Regions from separate parts of the Sus scrofa genome. Here region 1 is linked to region 2. The links are chromatin contacts, called in public HiChIP or PLAC-seq maps. All regions are on one chromosome and are shown on one strand. Each heading gives the region's core, a stretch centred on a gene start, on an enhancer-like site or on the middle of the called end of the contact. The rest is flanking DNA. Distances are from core to core; before and after follow the strand shown. Region 1 has its middle 280 kb from the start of NUF2. Region 2 has its middle 430 kb from the start of NUF2.

Region 1 (6,878 bases), core at 3,211-5,710, 150 kb after region 2:
TGTGATGTGTGAGAATCTATTGTTCTTAAATTCAGAGCAGAAATAGCAAACTATTAATAATGTTCAGTTGTAGAGCATTATGATTAGTTGATTACCTCCAAAAGTTATTTTATTTCTTGGACCTTCAGTTTCTCTGTTAAATATAAGGTTTGGATTAGATAACCCTTTACATTTCCATCTTCAACATTTGTATAAATTCTAGATTATAGCCATGCCCACTCTCTTATCCTCATTTCATAACATGGGCCCCTCCTACATGAAGATGCAAGTTAATTGGAGTTCCCTAGTGGCCTAGCAGTTAAGGATCTGGCATCGTCACTACCGTGGCTTAGGTTATTGCTTCAGCATGGGTTTGATCCCTGGCTGGAGAACATCTGCATGCTGTGGGCATGGCAAAAAAAAAAAAAAAAAAAAAAGCAAGTTCATAGATGAAGAGGAAATATTAAAAAACATTCCATTAGGAAGATAATAGTGGCATCAACCAAAAGTAGGGTCAAGAAAATGAGATCGGGTCCACCTTCATTACCATGGGAAATCACAAAAATTCCCAGAGTCCTCTTATCCTAAGAATTCAAACCTTACCACTTCTCCCTGAGGTTTTTTGTTCTTCTTGAATTTCCTGTAAGATACATCAGCCATATACTGCAGGATCTGATTCCTCACAATCCAAATCTCCCACCCCACCTCCAACCATCAAAGGTAGTGTTTCTGAACCTCCCTATCACTGACATTTTGAGCCAAATAATTCTCTGTTGGGCAGGGGAGAGCGGAGGTCCTGTGTGTTGTAAAATGTTTGGCAGCATCCCTAGATTCTACCCACTAGACTCCAGAAGTAATACCCTTCCATCCCCTCCTGTTGTGACAACAAAATATATCCCCAGACACTGCCAAATGTCCGCTGGGGGACAAAATTGTCTCCAGTGGGGAACAACTGATTTAAGACAAGTGGTCCAATGATTCCACTTCCTTCCTGGACTGAAATGCTAGCCCGGGTACCATGCCCTCTGACCACTGCTCGTCAAAGCAGTTTACAGATAACAACATTTGCCCATGATATAAATTTCCATCCACACAATTAAGGGAGACATGGTTTATTTGCATATTAGCACATCCAGCTGCTTGTTTGCCTTTGCTTGATATTTCAGTCCAAGTATAGGGGTTTGGCATAAATAATATCCAATCAGCTGAAGGCTGAAAGATATTGTAAATATCCAAGTCCTAAACTACTGCTTCTTTTTTTTTTTTTTTTTAAAGTATAATCCATACAAACCACTCTTAGATGGAAGGGGGAAAAAAACCCTACTCCAATGCCATTTCTTAAATAGACCCATTAAAAATGAGCTGTGAGTGAAATACGGCTTTATTAAACAGATGACATTACATCAGGAATGATGAATCATAAAGTTTCTTTTCAGTATTACAATGGTATACGACCTTTTAAACTTTAATCATTCACCTCATATTCTGAACTACCATCAGGTGTGCAGGCTTCTTGCTGATTACATTAACATGAGGCAGCTGGGGAGCCATTGGCATCAATTCTCGACAGCCTTTTACCCGCATGGCTTAGCGACACACAGCCAGAGCAGGGGCAGCCCCAGGCCTGTCTGGAAAGGGAAGTGTAGACTCTCTGTGATTGCCAGGGTCCAGGAGTGACAGGGAAAGAACTCTCGTGTCTAATACATTGTTGTATTCCCAGAACCTGGCAAAAGGTCTGGCACATAGTAGGGACTCTATCAATCAATGTTCATTGTACAAATCTCAAAGTCCAAGAAATTGGAAAATGGTGCTGCATTTGGACAGGGCTTTCAGTTTCCAAAAATCACGATTTAGTCTTTACAGGGACCTTGTGAGGAAGGCCAAGGTTATGTTGGTAGTAAATAGTAGCGCTAGACAACAAGTTTGTTTTCCCTTCACAACTTTCCACAGTCGATATGAGACAGTACCATGCTATTGCTAAGAGCACATGCTTGGCTTCCATCCCAGCACTTCTACTCAGTAACTGTGTGCCCTTTCACGAGGCACTTAAACTCCCCAAGATCCATGGTCCTCAAAGGTCAATGGTGAGGACTGTTTGAGAGGATGCATGTAAAAAGCTTGGCATGATGGATGGCACATGGTGATTATCCAATAAACATTATTTATAATTATTAACAGCTTGAAACTATCCTGGAGAAACAGAAAACTGACATCACAGAATCTTTAAAGAAAAAGCTGAATTTGAAATCATAAGGACTTGATGGACTATCACCCCTAAAAATTAATTGATACCCCAGCTAATCCCCACATAATTTTCTTTTTGACTACTCTTTCTAGAGGAGAGTTGTCAGGATACAGACTAAAGGAGAGTTTGTCACTTGCTCTCAATAACTCCGTCCTGCAACCTGGTACCAAAAACATCCTTGGACCTGTTTTGAGAAGTTCCATACCATGATGTCATTATGTCAGTGATGCTCTGACTAAAAGGTAAGTATTTTTATGGTAGTTCTCCTGCCTCTGGGAAGTATTAAGTCTTCCCATTAATACTTTAAATGGCACAGGAAAAATATAAAGAGGTTCATTCAAGAAGAATTTTAGTAAATTTTATATGATTGATCTGAAGCAGATTAACAAAAACATAGGAAATTTTGAAATAAATCCATAATCTTTTGTTATAGCCATTTAGGAAAACTATCATAATTTTCCCCTGAATGTCCACAAATCTTTCTTTGGGGACAATATAAAAATTTGAGGTCAGCCATTATTTTGTCCTAGGGAAGTATATACTATATTTTGCATGAGACTCAATCTAAAATTGAATTCGTGTATCATTTAGTATGCTTTTTGGATATAAATTCCAGAAATGCCAATTTAAGTAACAAATGATAAATAGCAAAAGTCAGGAGATATGTTGATTTTAGAATTCATTAACTTCTGGTGGTGCAATGATTATCAGCAAGGAAATAGAAATAGACCCACAGACAGAAAACAAACTTATGGTTGCCAAAGGGGAAAAGGGGAAAGGGATAAATTAGGAGTTTGGAATTAACATATACACACTCTTATATATAAAGTAGATAATTAACAAGGACCTACTGTGTAGCACAGGGAAATATACTCAATATCTCATAATAGGTAATGGAAAATAATCTGAAAAAGAATATACATACACACATATGTATTTGTATATATAACTGAATCACTTTGCTACACACTTGAAATCAACACAACATTGTTAATCAACTAAAAATTTTTTTTAAATATTAAAAAAAGTAGTTTAAAAAGATCCAGTTTCTTTTCATATGTCGTTTGCCATTGTTGGTATGTTGCCTTGATTTTCTCTCTATCTGGCTCTGCCCAAGATCTCTAGATAGCTACCACATCTCTTCCACATAATTATATCCAGAGGTGGGAAAAAAGAGAACTGTTTCCTCTCAGAAGTCTCTTTTGTTAATAATAAAGAAACATTTCCTGTAATTTCTCTTTGCTTATATATATTTTCCCTACCCTATTGGTTACATCTGGGTTCTATAACTACCCCCAAAACTAATTCTTGCCAGAGATGATACCATTAGGAACAATTAAGATTCACCCCATTGAACTGGAAGGGTCCTCGCCTTTTTGTACACATGCTTATTTAATGCCTAAACAAAACTGAAGTTCTGTTGGTACGGAAGAAACTGATTGGGAAACACTGCTGGGTGGAGAAAAAATGGGCATCATCTCATTAGCCATTAGGGTCGGTGATTCCTAAACATGTCACCATATTAGAATCGCCTGAAACATTCGGTCATTTATATTACACCCACTGGGGAGAACACAGGAATCAGTATTTTTGAAGCTCCCCAGGCGATTCTAAGTTACATAGAAGTTTGAGGGTGACTACTTTAGCTATTGCTTCAATACTAGGCATGCTAGCAGGGTCTACTGATCTATTTCAGTGCTTGTCCACGGCAATCCTGTAGATCTCATTCAGTTTCATCAAGCACATATAGAAATGTCTTGTGCTAGAGTGTTGGCTTGACTAGTACATGAAATACACCATCATACCACTACAGAAGCTACACGATACCAAAAATCCGAGAGACAATGAAGAGTTTCTATAAGTGAACTGAATGTTCTAACATACCACATATTTTACCATTTTGAGTTTTTAACTAGGTTATTGTTGCCAAATGATAAAACAGATGAGAAGGCTCTGGACCTCCACTATCGTCATGGAGATGTGGAGTCATAAATGTTGTCTAACCCAAACCCTGGGACACTAGCTTCATGAAGGCAAAGATTTTTATCTATTTTGTTCACTGCTATGTCCTTACTACCTAGAAGAATGCCTCATGCCCCGTCCCATACTTATACCATGCCTTAGTTTTTCCAGTTTATCACTCCATAGCTTAATTTCCTTATCCTTTGTATAGGAACATTAATATCCTATATGCCTGATGTGGGGAAGGAATAACTGCATTTCAAAGATGCAACACTAAGATCCACCAGCTGAGCAACACAGCCGGAATCATTGGATCTCCCTGAGCTTCCGTAGGGAGAGAAATACTGCTTTGTATCTCAAAGAGTCTCTATGAGTCTCCAATATGGTGATGTATGCAAAAGTGCCTTCCAAAATATACATTCCTATACAATTATGAATTATGACTTCAAAAGGGATAAAGGTAAATGTTTAATTAATTCAACGCAATATTTAGGGCACCTTCTCTCTAACATGCACTTTTCTTTTTCTTCCTTTTCCTCTGTCGCTCTCAAAATGTTAATACGGGTCTCCTCTATAAATAACGATAGTGGCATACTGACAACCAGATTTAAATGCTGCAGCACAGCACCCTGTACAAGAAGGCTGACACAGAGCTTCTATTTTTATATGTTTAGTGATATATCCAAGTGTCACTCAACAACAACAGGAAAGGAGCGACTGTGCTGCTATCGTTCACTCATATCTTCACCCCTCCTCCGCCTACTACTCAGACACATCCCTGACAAGCGCTGCGTGGCTCCACCTGCTCACCAACCTGTCAATATTTGGGTTAAAAAGAAAGACTCCAGCACATGACTCTTAATTTTCATTAGGATATGTGTGGATATTGTGAATAAGAATCTATGTTCAGCTCTTACAAGACCACAGGAATTTCATTGCTGTCCTTTCTGGAAATGCTCTATCTCAGGGTCAAACAATCTCTGCAAAGGCTATGCTGGAATTACTGAGATGGGAATTGAAATACACTCTGACAGTTGACTGAGGGCACTGGAGAAATGCAAGGAAATACCTTGGACTCTATGATTCAAACTTTAGTCAGGACAGAGCTAATTCTCTGGACTTCAGGGAAAGGTGACTCCATAGCTTTACACCTTGACTGAGCCAACTGAAATTATAGCCCCTTCTCTTTTCTACAGTCTTTCCAAAGTCTGAACTGAGGCATATTTCAAGGACAATTAGGGGGTTAAGTGCTTCATCTACTGAGAATTAGTATGGCTCACCACTATCTCAAAGCACCTACAGGAATGTTCACCTGTAAGAAGATGAAACCCCACCAAACAGACAAGGGACATCCAAACCTTAACAGTGCTTACAGACAGGAGAAGGAGTAGACATAAGCATTCATAATTCATTATTTCGTGGTTATTCACATTATTCACATATGCTATATGTGATTTACAGATTTGCATGTCTTATAAACTTGATTGGGATAGCTGGTCATAGTGAATTAGTGCCACTATGAAGCCAGACAGTCATGGTTCAAATTTTAGTTTTGGAATTTCCTGGCTCTATGATTTTGAACATTCGTTTTATTTCTCCAAGCCCATTTCCTTACCAGTGAGATTTGACCATGCCGAACTTAGAAGACTACTATGAAGATATGAAAGTATATTCACAAAACACTTACACAGTGTCTGGTTTAAAGTAAATTATAGCTAATACTTACTAAGCCCTAATGTATATTAAACACTGTTTTAAGCACTTTCTAAGGTACCTCTAATTGTATTAGTAGTTTAAATGGCTTCCTTCTCTCTGAAACTTTACTTCCATAATTGGATTTTACCCAAGCTAATAGTGTCAAGATGAGGACTGTTTTCTATTTGTTGTTCCAGATCATAATGTCTTAAAGAAAAGGCACGGACTTATAGCATGATGGGTCTAATCAGAAAGAAGCCAACATTGAAAATCTAGTACAAGATGCACACTACTGTTTATAAAATAGGTAACTAACAAGAGCCTACTGTATAACACAGGGACTCTACTCAATATTCTGTAATCTGTAGTAATCTATGTGGGAAAAGAATCTGAAAAAGAATGGATTATGCATATATAGAATGGAATCACTTTGCTGTACACCAGAAACTAATACAATGTTGTAAATCAACTATATTCCAATAATTTTTTTTTTGGTCTTTTTAGGGCCACACTTGCAGCATATGGAAGTTCCCAGGCTAGGGGTTGAATTATAGCTGTAGCCACAATAGCAATGTGGGATCCAAGCTGTGTCTGGGACATACACCAGAGCTCACTGCAATGCTGGATCCTTAACCCACTAAGCAAGGCCAGGGATAGAACCTGCATCCTCATGGTTACTAGTCAGATTCATTTCTGCTGAGCCATGACAGGAACTCCACTCCAATAATTTTTTTAAATGGACTATACAGGCTGCAGATGGAAAGTTATGACTGAAGGTGGGGCAGAGTTGCACCCAGAGAGGCAGGCAGAGTCCTGATTAGTGGAATCTATTTTTCTCTCTCCTGAGAGCCACTATGTTCTGATTGACCCAGAACTTGGACCTGGTGCTTGAGACTTGTGGTCAAGGGGCCCAGGGCAGTGTTACAGCTCTGTAATCAAAATTACCCTCCTGCCCTGGGGTAAGAACTCTAATCTTGCCCTGGTTCTAGCACTATGA
Region 2 (6,547 bases), core at 3,305-5,804:
TGGCTTTAAGCCTATTGGTCATTTACTCTCATGATTGTGTGGCTTACTGGGAGTGCAGCCATCCAGCATCATGAGAGAGTATCATGCTGCATATGGCTTATCCAGGAAAACATCAAAATTTAAAATATAGTTTCAACTGAAGACATATCAACATCATAAAATAGAAAGTACTGAATTGAACAATTATAAGTTTGAGATCTTCTGTATAGAAGGGGCTTGGTAGTCCCACCTGGCTTTGGTTAAGATGCCATTGATCTCTTAATGGACATTCATCTCTTAAACAGTGGAGGATCTGAGTACTGGGGTTGCCAGAAGCAGACAGTTCAAGAGAATTGGGTTCTGAACAATCTCCCCTTCCCCTGGATATGCATAAAAAGGAGAGTCTTGGGAGCCTCAAGGTTGAACGTTCCTAACTTTGTGCAGAATTTTTTATCCCAGATTGACGTTGCCCCAGTCCCACAGGTCAATGCTTCTTCCCTAAGAGTAACATTTAGCCAGGAGTGAACAGTAGCATTTAGACAGTCATAGGACATGTTGAGCCGCACATCAATTGATGCCAGAATTACAGTCCCAAGTCAATTGGCAAATGACCACAAGTTCTGTAGTGTGCATCATTTGCTTACATACTGCCTGTAGATAAGGAGGAACACTCACCTTACTGAAGATGGAGAGGTCGTTCCCTGGGGAGAGGATGCCCTGGCCCTGTGTGAATGGCAGCACTCTCATTGATCTTCCTCTTGCACTTTTTCAAGGTCCTTGGGGTACCTTCCCCTATAACTAGGGCAGAGAGCCCTGAAGTTGTCCCCTGTGGGCAACAAGTACCAGTGCTGCTGCTGGGGCAAATCTGTGGGCTTCAAAGCCACCAAGGGCTCTGTTCCCAAGCTGTCTGGCTCCAGGCCAGCTCCAGCCCCAGCCCAGATCAGCTCCAGGAACCTGAGACCACAGTTTACAAGGGACAGATTAAGAGGTCTGGGCTGGTGTAGGGAGCAGCTGTGCCAGGAGGGCTGGGTTAAGGTCCCTGTGTGGGAGAGGGGCCAGAAGGGAGGTGCTTCTAGTCCAAGGTTAGCGATCAGACATCCTATAATAAACCGACCTGTGAGCAGTACCAGACAGCTCCTGAGTCCTCTCACTAAATGGGGCAATAAATATATCACTGTACCACGAAGTAGCCTCTGGGCAGCTATAGAACACTTAATTATTGATTAATCTTCATTAATTAATGAATCTGAACACGAGGGCTGCTAAACAGGAGTATGAAAAGCCAGTGTTCCATGAGAGGAGAGAGGGGAGGGCTTGCTCTGCTCCCAATGCAGGGGACACTGCCCCGGCCCTCCTGCCTTATCAGGGCTCAGCCACTCTGCTCTCCTAGAATGTGACCTCTAGTGTCAATAGTGCCTGTGGGTGCCAGTGCCGTCTCAAGACTGGATATAAAATAAGTGAGGTGAAAAAATGATAGCACATAGGGAAGGAAAGAGATCAGGGAAAACAGGAAGGATGACAGGGAAAACAATTCCGTTCAACTTTTATTTACCATCTACTCTTTGCCAGGAATTGAGGTTCCAAAGGTGAATGAGAAATTCTCTTGTTTTGCAGTCATTCATAGTTTAGTAGGAAAAACCAAAGAATTCAATTTAATGTTCAACACACTTGTACTCAGCACTGCCTGGAAAATTCCAGCTATATAATTTAGGATCAGGGGGTGTTGAAGCAATAACCTAATCTTAAGACATGTACCATTATGTTTATAGAGGTTTTGAGATACAATAAGAAGAATAACAGTCATAATAAATGTCTTCCTTGAATTTGGGGAGGGAAACTAGTTGATGATTTATGAATGCAAACTCATCCTTTTCTCTCGAGCTGTACAGGAAGCCTAGGATATCATCTTGGGCAGCACAGCAGGTAAATGCTGACTTTATTATGTATTGGCTGTCAGACTTTACGTGAGCTCCTTTACTTCCATGGCCTTTAGTTTCCTTGTCTGTTTAATGAAGATAATTTTAGTCCCCTTACAGAGTTTTTTTTTTCTTTTCCTTCCTTGCCTTTTCTAGAGCCGCTCCTGTAGCACATGAAGGTTCCCAGGTGAGGGGTCTAATCAGAGCTGTAGCCGCTGGCCTACACCAAAGCCACAGCAACACCAGATCCGAGCCGTGTCTGCAACCCACACCACAGCTCACGGCAATGCCGGATCCTTAACCCACCAAGCAAGGACAGGGATCGAAACTGCAACCTCATGGTTCCCAGTCAGATACGTCAACCCCTGAGCCATGACGGGAACTCCTACAGAGCTATTCTGAAGTGTGGAGTTGATTGTGTGGAAGGTGGAGAGGTCTAGACATGTAGGAGTCATTTATAAATGATCTAGGAATAACTTACAAATAGTAGTTATTAGAGTTATTACTCTGTTTGGCAGTGTAAATTATAATCCTTTCATCATGTGACTTTTGTGCTCAAAAACCTCCAATATTCATTAATGATCATGGGGAAAGAACAATGAAGGAGCTTCCACTTGTAGAGAAAGACAAACTAATGTCTCTTAATAGCAGGGATACTGCCTTCAGCCTAGTGTGGGTTTGAATGTGACTATTGCCATTTACTAGCTGTGTGTCCTTGGGTAAATGTCTTAACCTTTCTGGTCAGAATTTAGTTTCCTTATGTCTTAGAAGAGGATAATAACAACCACTATTTCTGAGGGTTGCTGTGAGAATTAAATTCGATACTGCATGTAAAGCCTTGAGCAAATTGCCTGGCATTTAAAAATTGTCAAATGGAGTTCCAGTTGTGGCTCAGTGGTTAACAAATCTGACTAGGAACCATGAAGTTGTGGGTTCGATCCCTGGCCTCACTCAGTGGGTTAAGGATCCGGTGTTGCTGTGAGCTGTGGTTTAGGTCGCAGACGCGGCTCAGATCCCACGTTGCTGTGGCTCTGGTGTAGGCTGGCAGCTACAGCTCTGATTAGACCCCCCTAGCCTGGGAATCTCCATATGCTACGGGTGCGGCCCTAAAAGGACAAAAGAGAAAAAAAAATCTCAAATGATAACTGTTAAAAATAATTATTTCTATTATTGTTAATAGTGGGAATCACAACTCGGCCCCATGGGACAAGATATTCTGATAAAAAGCCATCTCCTCCTCTCTCCCACCACCACTCCTTCTTTTTCTTAATCAGACCCTCCCTCCAACACTCACCCAAACACTTTTAACTTGTTACATCAATAGGCACTCCAGAGAATCTAGAGAAGATTTTTCTAACCACCAAGCTGCAGTGGTCCAGGAAGATGCCCCCCCTCAGAGAATCATAGTTGGATTGAACTCTGTGTGCCTGTTTTCACCATGAAAGCAAAATTCTATGAACAATTCTAGGACATGATTTCAAAAGTTTTATGCTTTTCTTAGTTAAAGTCACAGGAAAAATAAGCCAGCTTTCCTATCCCTAAGGAGTTTGCAGTTTTGAGGGAGAAATAGTGCTCTATAAGGAACTCAAATATAAGCCTAATTGTTTTATAAGTGAGAAAACTGGTATAAACAAAAAACAGCAGGAACTTGGAGGAGAGAGTGCCTACCTGTGGGTGATGAGGTGACTTTTCAAGGAGGAAATGGCAGCTGCATGGTGCTTTGCAGGACAAGTTTATTGAAATAAAGTGAGAAGGTAAACCAGATTATTCTAAGCTGAAGAAACAGTATGGATATGAGTATAAAGGCATAAAAACTTGGGGCATATTCTAGAAATCCTGCATTTGTACATTTTAGCGACTTTTCTAGGTAGGCATGTTGTTTACTTTTGTAATTTCTTTGTTTGCATCTGAACGCGGTGTCACTTCCTGGGGCTCGTGAAGTGTTCCCTGTTATGAAAGTCCCTTTTCAGTTCACAGGAGGTATGGAGATAGAGATGTCTTTCTGGTTCTCTACGCGAAGCCATTTTGTAGGGAATGATGCCAGCTGGAATCTGAGGCTTGCTCTTAAGAAAGACGGCACCTAAGAATTCCTGAGAAGAATTTTCTGAGCACCTGGATTCCTTAGCATTTGACCTGGCATGAATGTCATTCAAAAAAAAAAAAAAAAAAGTTTTTAAAGTGAAGAAAGAAAGAAAAGAAAAGAAAAAATAAACCCCCCCCCCAAAAAAAAGAGAGAGATGAAAAAAAAAATTCCAAATCAATGAAACATTCCCTCTGAATTCATGGGAAAGATGAGAGGATCGCTATTGACAGCAATCTGTTGGGGTGGGGGTGGGGGTGCAGAACAAACTGGGGTAGTGCTATCTTCCAGGTCTTAGGAAATCACCACAACACAGCCTCCTGCATCTCCCCAATCCTCCTCCTTTGTGTACCACTGAATGCCTGGGGGAAAAGAAAGAAATAACCAGGGAGAGTTCAAACCAGGAAAAAAAAAAAAAAAAAAAAATGGAAACCAGATTCTCTGAGGGAAAAACACAATCGGCACACCGCAAGCAGCGAGAAACCTGGAAAGCAAAATGCTAAAAGCAAGTGAGAGAGGCTTTTGCAAAAGGAAATTAGATATGAGCTGCCAGGTGATATAGCAGCTGAAAGGTCAGTGCTATTTTGGGCTGAATATGAAGAGGCTTCAGGCATCTCAGGACAAAAAAAAAGTACAAACTAGAGAGGGTTCAGAGAAAGGCAACCGCATTGATTAAAGAATGGCTGTTGGCTTTGTGGTGAAAGATGAAAGGCTTGAGATAGTCAGGAGAAGCCAGGGAGCTGGGTGCCAATTGTATATTAATAGCATTTTGTGGTGACAAAACACTCAACACCATGTTTATTTCTTATCTCTCACACGGTCGTTTTCTCCTTGTAAAATGTGTTCATTCATCCAACAGTCATTTATTGACCACCTGCTCTGTGCCATTTACTGTGCTGGGGAGTTCAAGTTAAATAAGCTACTGCCTCAGTCCTTGAAAAGCTCACTGTCCAATGGAGACCAGGAATCAGGAAGCAGTAAGCAGAATGTCATGGGGGTGAGGACTAAAGAGGTCCCACGACCTCAAGAAAAGGGATTATTATTGCACTTCAAGAAGGCAGGAGAAGTTTAAAGAGAAGGCAATCTTTTAGCTAGATTTTGCAGAATTGAATAGGTTTTCACAAAGTGGAATATGTGATGGGGGGCGGTGAGTAGGGGAACACTTCAAGCAGAAGGAAAATCATGATTAAAAACACAGATTAGGGAGTACAACCCAGTGATGCTAAAGCCAAGGTCATGTGGACAGATCAAGGAGTGGACTGGTGGAAAACAGATCATAAAAGGGACCCATCATTTGTGAGAGTATGTTAGAGTAGGCTGATGGGCATGAGTTTTACCAGCAAATATCCTTGAAGGAATACAATAAAGTTCTGTGTTTTCAGGAAATATAATGTTTGGCATAACACAGCCTCTGACCTGAAGGAACTTCTCAATCAATCAATAAACTGTTGTTGAAGTCTTTACATGCCCTGGGTGCTAAGCTGGGGGTTCATCTCAAATAAGACAAACCTCTCAAAAACTTTCAATCAAGGTAATGGTGACAAATTAATCACATAAATTATTAAAAAATTTTAAATGTATAGAATAGAAACCAAAGGATATTACAACATGCTGCTAGTGGGGAAGGAAGAGAATACCTGATAAGTTCCCACTCTGAATACCTGTTGGGATAAAATAAACTTCCCCAAATTTTAATGGTTTAAAAAACACTTTATAATTATAACTCATGGTTGTGTGGTTTGACTGGATTCAGCTGGGTGGCTCTCCTTTGGGGTCTCTCGTGTTGTTGATGTTAGTGGCAGCTGGAGCTGGAATCATCTGTAGGTTCAGCTGGGCTGGACATCCAGAATGTTCCTTTATTTTGATGTGTGGTGCCTCTGATGGGATGTCTGGCACTGATAGAGGCTACCAAGGCATCTGTGTCTCTCCACATGTCATCTTCATATGGCAACTTTGCATTTTTCATAGCACAGTAGTCTCGGATGGTCTTAGACATCTCACATGATATTAGGCTTCCCTCAGGCTTCCCTCAGGCTGAGGAAAAAGCTACAACGCTTCTCAGAACTTACCCTTGGGAGTCATGCAAGGTCACTTCTGTCCTATACTACAAATCAAAGTGCAAGTCATAGGGACAGTCCATTCAGGGCTTGAGCATTAAGAAGCATGAGTCATTGGAAAGCCATCTTTGGAGGAAAGCTACCATGGCTCCAAATGACAGTAAGGGCTGCAAAGGAAGATGGGCCATTACATAGAGAACTGTCAGAGAAGATACTTCACTGGGGAGGTGGAGCTTAACTTGGGTCTTGGAGGAAGTGTGGATTCCATCTAACGAGAGAGAGAGAGAGAGAGAGAGAGAGAGAGGGAGGGAGCTCATGGTGAAATAAGCATATATTCTAAAGGGAATTTGGGTTTGAATCTTGCTTCTCTCACTCACTTTCTTTGCCTTTGGGGCAATATTTCGCAGGGTAGTGATAACATACATTGGAAGTTCCCGCTGTAGCACCATGGGTAATGATCTGGTTTGTCTCACTGTAGCGCTGGTTGGATCCCTGGCTCAAATGCAGTGGGTTAT

What was found. HiChIP or PLAC-seq counts read pairs in DNA pulled down with a chosen protein or histone mark.
Region 1: a contact with region 2 is called in an H3K27ac HiChIP or PLAC-seq map of skeletal muscle. The contact joins two enhancer-like sites. A contact is called at or near these places in 1 of 47 Hi-C or Micro-C datasets (heart right ventricle) and 1 of 2 datasets of contacts at active chromatin or transcription factors (skeletal muscle).

Annotation. Positions count from the first base shown.
Region 1 is chr4:86,909,686-86,916,563 of Sscrofa11.1, forward strand. No RefSeq gene overlaps it. Among named protein-coding and RNA genes, the nearest start is that of NUF2, 280 kb to the right of the region's middle. Within about 2 kb of position 4,461, at least 3 of the 83 cell types and tissues checked have an H3K27ac peak or open chromatin away from gene starts, as enhancers often do. A contact at or near this core is called in skeletal muscle, where this site is marked.
Region 2 is chr4:86,757,972-86,764,518 of Sscrofa11.1, forward strand. No RefSeq gene overlaps it. Among named protein-coding and RNA genes, the nearest start is that of NUF2, 430 kb to the right of the region's middle. Within about 2 kb of position 4,555, at least 4 of the 83 cell types and tissues checked have an H3K27ac peak or open chromatin away from gene starts, as enhancers often do. A contact at or near this core is called in skeletal muscle, where this site is marked.